Linked DNA regions of Rattus norvegicus: region 1 is linked to region 2. A link is a contact called in public Hi-C data. All regions are on one chromosome and are shown on one strand. Each heading gives the region's core, a stretch centred on a gene start, on an enhancer-like site or on the middle of the called end of the contact. The rest is flanking DNA. Distances are from core to core; before and after follow the strand shown. Region 1 has its middle 49 kb from the start of Slc4a1ap. Region 2 has its middle 47 kb from the start of Plb1.

Region 1 (3,000 bases), core at 17-2,516, 630 kb before region 2:
TGATGGCTAATACAAAAATACTTTAGTTTGAGTAATTTTTTTAAAAGATTTATTCATTTATTATATGTAAGTACACTGTAGCTGTCTTCAGACACACCAGAAGAGGGCACCGGATCTCTTTACAGATGGTTGTGAGCCACCATGTGGTTGCTGGGAATTGAACTCATGACCTCTGGAAGAGCAGTTGGGTGCTCTTAACCGCTGAGCCATCTCTCCAGTCCTTGTTTGAATAATTTTTAAACGATAGATTTTTTTTTTCTGTAGAGTTCTAGAGACTGGGAAGTCCAATATCCCAAGGCACCAGCAGCTTCTTACAAAGTAAAAACAAGCTCTCTCAAGTCATTTTCCTAATCCTGTTCTTGAAAGAGGCTCCTGTGAGACTTCGTCATCTCCCAGAGTCTCTGCCTCCTAGTAAGTAGTGTGGCCTGGTGGTTGTAGGGACAGAGGGCACACGCCTTTAATCCCAGTACTTGGGAGGCAGAGACAAGAGGATTTCTAAGTTTGAAGCCATCCTGGTCTACAGGGTGAGTCCCTGGACTGCCAGGGCTACACAGAGAAACCCTCACTCAAAAAATCAAACCATAAGAAGAAAGAGAGGGAGGAGGAGGAAGAGAAGGAGAAGAGGAGGAAATGAAGGAGAAGAGGAATTGTAGCCTTTGACATTGTTCCTTTGTTTTGTCAGGGGAACACCTGTATTCAGATCATAGGGGTTAACTTTAGTTTAAAATAAAAAATTAGGTAGGCTGCCAAGCCTGACTATCAGAGTCCTACCCCTGAGACTCAGATGATGGAAGGAGGCCTAGGTCCATCCCACGTATGCTCTTTGGTTGGTGGTTCAGCCTCTGGGAGCCTGACTTTACCTGTCCAGGACTTTAACGGGGCTCTCCAGCTCCGGGAAGTACATAAACCTAAAAGTACAAGGAGACTAGCTGTGAGTAGACAAGTTTCCAGGATGGTATGTAGCCTTCATCAGCGTCTCTAAAGGGCCTTGGTCCAAACAGTTAAAGACTAGAGACACCGAAGCAACAGACATGGAAGCATTCACATACGCCCATCCCTAAGCACAAAGGCACAATTTATATCAGGTCTCTGTCAATTTCGATCCCTCACCCCCTCAAATCCTTGCCTAGAAATCTATGCTAGCTAGCCTCCTTCTGCCCTACCAGGGGGAGGGGAAATCCGAAAGCCTATTTTTAGGCAGGCCCTGCCAAGACTCCCCGCAGTGACTGGGCTGCTGCTGGGCCTGAGGGGTGCCCGCGCCCCGGGAGGACAAGCAGTGTGCGGGAGGGGCCTGCGGGCACGAGCGGATGTCACGGCTTACCTCAGAGCCCGAATTAGAAGCCTGAAAAAAAAAATCACAGCAGGAAATAATGTGGTGCCCAAAATAGAAGCATCAACTGGGAGAGAGGCCGGGAGTAGGTGGCATTTGAGGCTCCTGCAGCGTCCTCCCCAGAGGCCTCCTGACAACCATCAAGCGGGTTGGCATGAGATTGCAACCCAGTCCGAGAGGCCACAAAGGCCCTGGCTGGCTGTTCCGGCAAGGGAGGAATGGGCGGTAAAGCAGAGGATCGCGAGCGCCTTCTTTTCCCTCCATCACAATTTTCCAGCTTTCTCCTTCCCTCTCCAGTCTCGCCACCACCACCACCGCCACTGCCACCTTCCTCTTTTTTGGTGTATCCCTCAACCTCCTCCCCACACAGTGATTTCTGGCTTCTTCCCCACACTCTCTAGTGCTCCTTCTTCCCTAATACTCTCTCCTCCCTCCCCACACCAAGTCCTTCATTTTCCCTTGGGGGCGCTCCCCCCCCTGTTTTTGGATGCCTTCCTAGGTAACTGGTGGGAGCTCAGTTTAGCAGCAGCTAACTGAGGGTCAGCCTCCTGTGCCTGGCTACAACCTGACTTCATTGATCTCCCCTTCACCCCGCATTCAGCACCCTCCCCACCTCTTTAGAGAGTAGGAAGCCCTGGAGTCTAAAGAAGATGGCAGAGTCAGGATTCCTTCCTCTGGCCCCCTGCCTCAGGAGGGTTTGAGAGGAAGAAAGAAAAGCCAGACTAACGGCACGGCACGCTACATGCTTGGAGGAGTAGAAGGGCCAGGACTGAGACACAGGAAGTACAGTCCCTCTACTGACCTTGAACTTGCACCAAGTTCATTAACTTGGTATTTTGCTACCCAGTTTTCTTCGTGAAAAGTAATTTGGTTTTTTGTTAATTTATTTTTTTCTGAATGTAAGCGCGAGGCATCCCATTATATATGTTGGGAAATCTCAATTGTTAAAAATTCCCAAGGTGGGGCTGGAGAGATGGCTCAGTGGTTAAGAGCACTGACTGCTCTTCCAGAGGTCCTGAGTTCAACTCCCAGCAACCACATGGTGGCTCAAACCATCTGTAGTGGGATCTGATGCCCTCTTCTGGTGTGTGTGAAGACAGTGACAGTGTACTCACATACATTTAAAAGAAAGAAAGGAAGGAAGAAAGGAAGAAAGAAAAGAAATTCCCAAGGCGAAGTGTGATGACATACACCTTTAATCCCAGGACAGGAGAGGCAGAAATGGGTGGATCTCTGAATTGAAGCCCCGTCTCCATGGTGAGTTCCAGGACATCCAGGGCTATGTAAAGAGACCCAGTCTCCAAAAACAAGTGAACAAAAATTTCTAGCTAAGCATCATGGTACATGCTTGTAATCCCAGTACTCTGTATCCTGGAGGCAGAAACAGGAGGATAGCCACAAATTCAAGGTCATATATTATATATATGTATGTATATAATCAAAGAGGAGAAAGATGAGGAGGAGGGGGGAAGAAACCACCACCACCTCAGTCCAATCAAACAAACAGATGACCGCAGCAACAGGCACGAGGACAGCAAGGCCATGTTCTTGTTACTTATTTGAGTGCCTACCCCCTCCCCACCAGTAGTTGTTCCAGTGAAATCAAGGGCTCGAGGGTTGCCAGTGTCAGATGCTGTGTGCCCTCAGCACTCTCTGCGGAAGGATGGCAA
Region 2 (3,167 bases), core at 649-3,148:
TTTCATGCAGTCACCCAGGATATTGTGGGATGGGGTCAGGACATGCTCTGCTGAGAAGCAGGACAAAGTTCCCCAGTGACATTGGTGGATGGACAAGGAGACTTTGCTGCCCAGCAGTGGGTGCCCTCAAGTTAGCTGAGCAGGACTCAGAGAGGACCTAGCTCAGAAGGACCAAGGAAGCGTCCAGACAAGGCAGGGGCTTGGGAGAGTCCACTGTGGGATGCTGGTAAGGGATTTGGCCCTGAGATGCCTGCACCTCGCAAGCATCCCTGGTTCTAGGATCGGCATGTGACTGTCTCTAGACCTTGGATCAGGGCACTGTCCTCCTGTAAAACAATTCAGATGCCCAGGAGGATCCTGGCTAGTTCAGAGCACACTATAACCTCGTCCATCATTTTCTCCCTTCCCCCATTCTTCCCCCTCAATGTCATGAGGTGTTTCTGGCCTTAGTGTGGAGCAAAGAGGTAGCTCCTCTCAGAGTGTGGCCCTGGACCACAACCATGTTCCTGCACTTTCCAAGAGGACAGAAACCATGACCAAAGGGGGAAAAAGATGTCTATAAGAAAGTAATTCTTTTAACGTGTGTGTGTGTGTGTGTGTGTGTGTGTGTGTGTGTATGTGTGTGTTGCAGAAAATGGATTAGCACCACTTCTAGTTGGACATGGCCCATGCCTGTAATAATCCCAGTGCTGGTTGACCAGATGGCTCAGCCTAAAATGGCAGTTACCATGAAGCTTGACCACCTGAATCTGACCAAGAGACCCACAGGGTAGGAGGAGAGAACCAGCTCCTACAAGTTGTCCCCTTCTGACCTGCACCCGTAGCTGCACCCCTATAACAAAGTAGAGAACGCACGCCTGTTTGTCCAGCATACACAGAGACAAATAAATACATGTAATTAAAAAAAAATCCCCAGTGCTTGGGAACCCAAGGCAGGAGGATTGCCATGAGCTACATAGTGATTCTTTTTATGTAGCTTCTACAGCTGGAAAAATACTAAAATACTACGATTCTGAATAAACCAAGACAGGTCCATCTATCCTAAGATGTCTCTTGGCAGGTTCTTGTGGGGACTTCCAGCAGTATGGCCAACCCCACCTTCCCGATTCATTTCCTGGTCTGTGTCCTCGAGGAGCAGTGAGATCTGGCAGTTGGGACACCATCTCCCTCCTCATCCCCCATGCCTGTCACCAACCCTGGCACATAGTTGATGCCTTGTAGGTAGCACTATGGAGTTGATCCTCAAACTGGGACACCACAAGAGGGAAGAGGGTGTTATTAATAGTTGTGCCATCTGGAACCATATTGGACAAACAGGTGTCTGTCTGTTCTCTACCTTATGCATAGGTGTCTGTCCATCTGAACGAGGCTCTGTCTGACACTGAGGTGACTTCTGTCATACAGCTGCCTGCTTCTTTGCCAAAAATATTCATCTCGGTGCCAGGAACGGAGCCACAGGCTTCTTGTTCTTTAGAGCACGAGCTCACGCCAGCCTAAGGAAGGAGACACTCTTGTTAAGAGAGTCAACTGCGCTTAGAGGGGTTAATAATGCGCCTGAGGTCACACAGAAATAACAGAAATACAGCTGCATCCAATTCCATCTAAGTCAGAGTGTTCTAAGCCTACTGTGGAGCCCAAGGTGGGTCTGACAGGAGGCTGGCCAGGCTGGATGGACTGGGACTAGTGTCTCCCTTCCCTCCTGGACTCTCATGCCTAGTTGGGTTCTCTCTTCAGGGCAGATGGAAGAGGTGGACCCAGTTGGGTTGCAGCAGGCCTGAACTGGAGCTCTGTCAGGAAGCTGGCTGGGCACTTCCTCAGCTGGTCTCCACCTACCCTCCCGCAGGACCTGGGCCCTGCCAGAGACAAGCCAGACAAACACAGCTCACTGGTGCCCTCTGGTGTCTGACTCTTTTGGCCCCGTTGCTCCTCTAGGGAACATCACACTGTGTTCTCTCTGAGCAGGGCCCATGAGAGGGTCACCCAATGTAGAATCAGATTAGGACACCGAGCATGTCAGTAATGACTCTGGGATGGCAGACACAAGATGGGACTATTCCAGGCTGGGTAAGTCATGTGGTCATTCTATCTAAGCTTAGAACCATCTCGCTGTAACCTCCAGAACCCTCTCAGGAAACAGCCTGGTGAAGACACCAAGATAACATGTAAGTGCTTAGCAGGAAAGAGTAAGGAGTCATTGGCTAATGTGGTCAATGATTGACTATTAGTCTCTCTTAGGAGCAGTCGGCAATCTGGTGTTGCTCTGGGAGCCCATTTCCAGGGGTTCAGACAGGATAAGGTGCACCCAGAGCTGTCAATGAAGCAGGAACGAGGGGTCTGGTCTTTACATGGGCTGGGAGGGTGCTTCTGGGGCTCAGTCATGTGGCGTGAACAGCAAACTCAGCATTCTGGCCTGTGAATGGTCCAGATATCCCTCCTCTGGCAATTTAGGACCTTGCCAGGGCAGGGAGTAGACAAGGGAAAGCTCACTGTCGCTGAGACAAGACCATTTTGGTGTCAGCCTTTGAAGTGGTCCTCCTGTCCACTAGCCGTGTCCTGATGCTAACTGAGGTGACCTTTTCCCTGCTGAGTGTCCAGCAGGTGTGGGCGAGCATCCTTCCATGCCTCTGTTGCACACTCCGCCCTCCATTTCCTCCTCGAAGCCTCCATCCCCATCAACCTCTGGCTTCTGGCAGGATCAGGGATCTCTGATGGGAATTGGTCCAGGATGACCAGCAGCTGTGATACCCCTAAAACCAAGTGAGGTCTGGTACAGGTACAGGGCCTTGAGGTCCACCCTGTGAAGCTGCCAATCACAGGGAAGGTGCTAGTGACCAGAGCCAGGGTAGAGGGACCACCTCAGACAGTGAGCAGAGTATGAAGGTGCCTCAGGAAGAGGAAACAGGAAATGGCAGGACAGAACTCAGAAGGCCCCCATATGGATCTCAGAAGGCAGAGGTGGGAGTTGGGGAATGATAGAAATAGATTACCATGGGCTTCCAGGGGTAGGGGAGGGCAGAGTCTGTGTGGCTTGAACATTGTGTGTATGTAGGTTTGATCCAGAGGCTTGTAAGTGACTTTAGCAAAGACAAGAGGGGGACAGACACCATTTAGAAAGAATTCTTGCAGCCTAGGGGAGATGGCTCAAGCCTGGTGCCTTGTCCAAGAGA

Evidence for each region. Hi-C and Micro-C count contacts between places; a contact is called where the count stands out from the background.
Region 1: a contact with region 2 is called in a Hi-C map of the A7r5 cell line, with 3 times the contacts expected there. The contact joins two enhancer-like sites. A contact is called at or near these places in 12 of 12 Hi-C or Micro-C datasets (the A7r5 cell line, the Rat2 cell line, Schwann cells and 7 more) and 1 of 1 datasets of contacts at active chromatin or transcription factors (oligodendrocytes).

The regions. Positions count from the first base shown.
Region 1 is chr6:30,603,232-30,606,231 of GRCr8, reverse strand. No RefSeq gene overlaps it. Among named protein-coding and RNA genes, the nearest start is that of Slc4a1ap, 49 kb to the left of the region's middle. Within about 2 kb of position 1,266, at least 58 of the 93 cell types and tissues checked have an H3K27ac peak or open chromatin away from gene starts, as enhancers often do. A contact at or near this core is called in the A7r5 cell line, where this site is marked.
Region 2 is chr6:29,975,907-29,979,073 of GRCr8, reverse strand. It overlaps the pseudogene Pym1-ps2. Among named protein-coding and RNA genes, the nearest start is that of Plb1, 47 kb to the right of the region's middle. Within about 2 kb of position 1,898, at least 8 of the 93 cell types and tissues checked have an H3K27ac peak or open chromatin away from gene starts, as enhancers often do. A contact at or near this core is called in the A7r5 cell line, where this site is marked.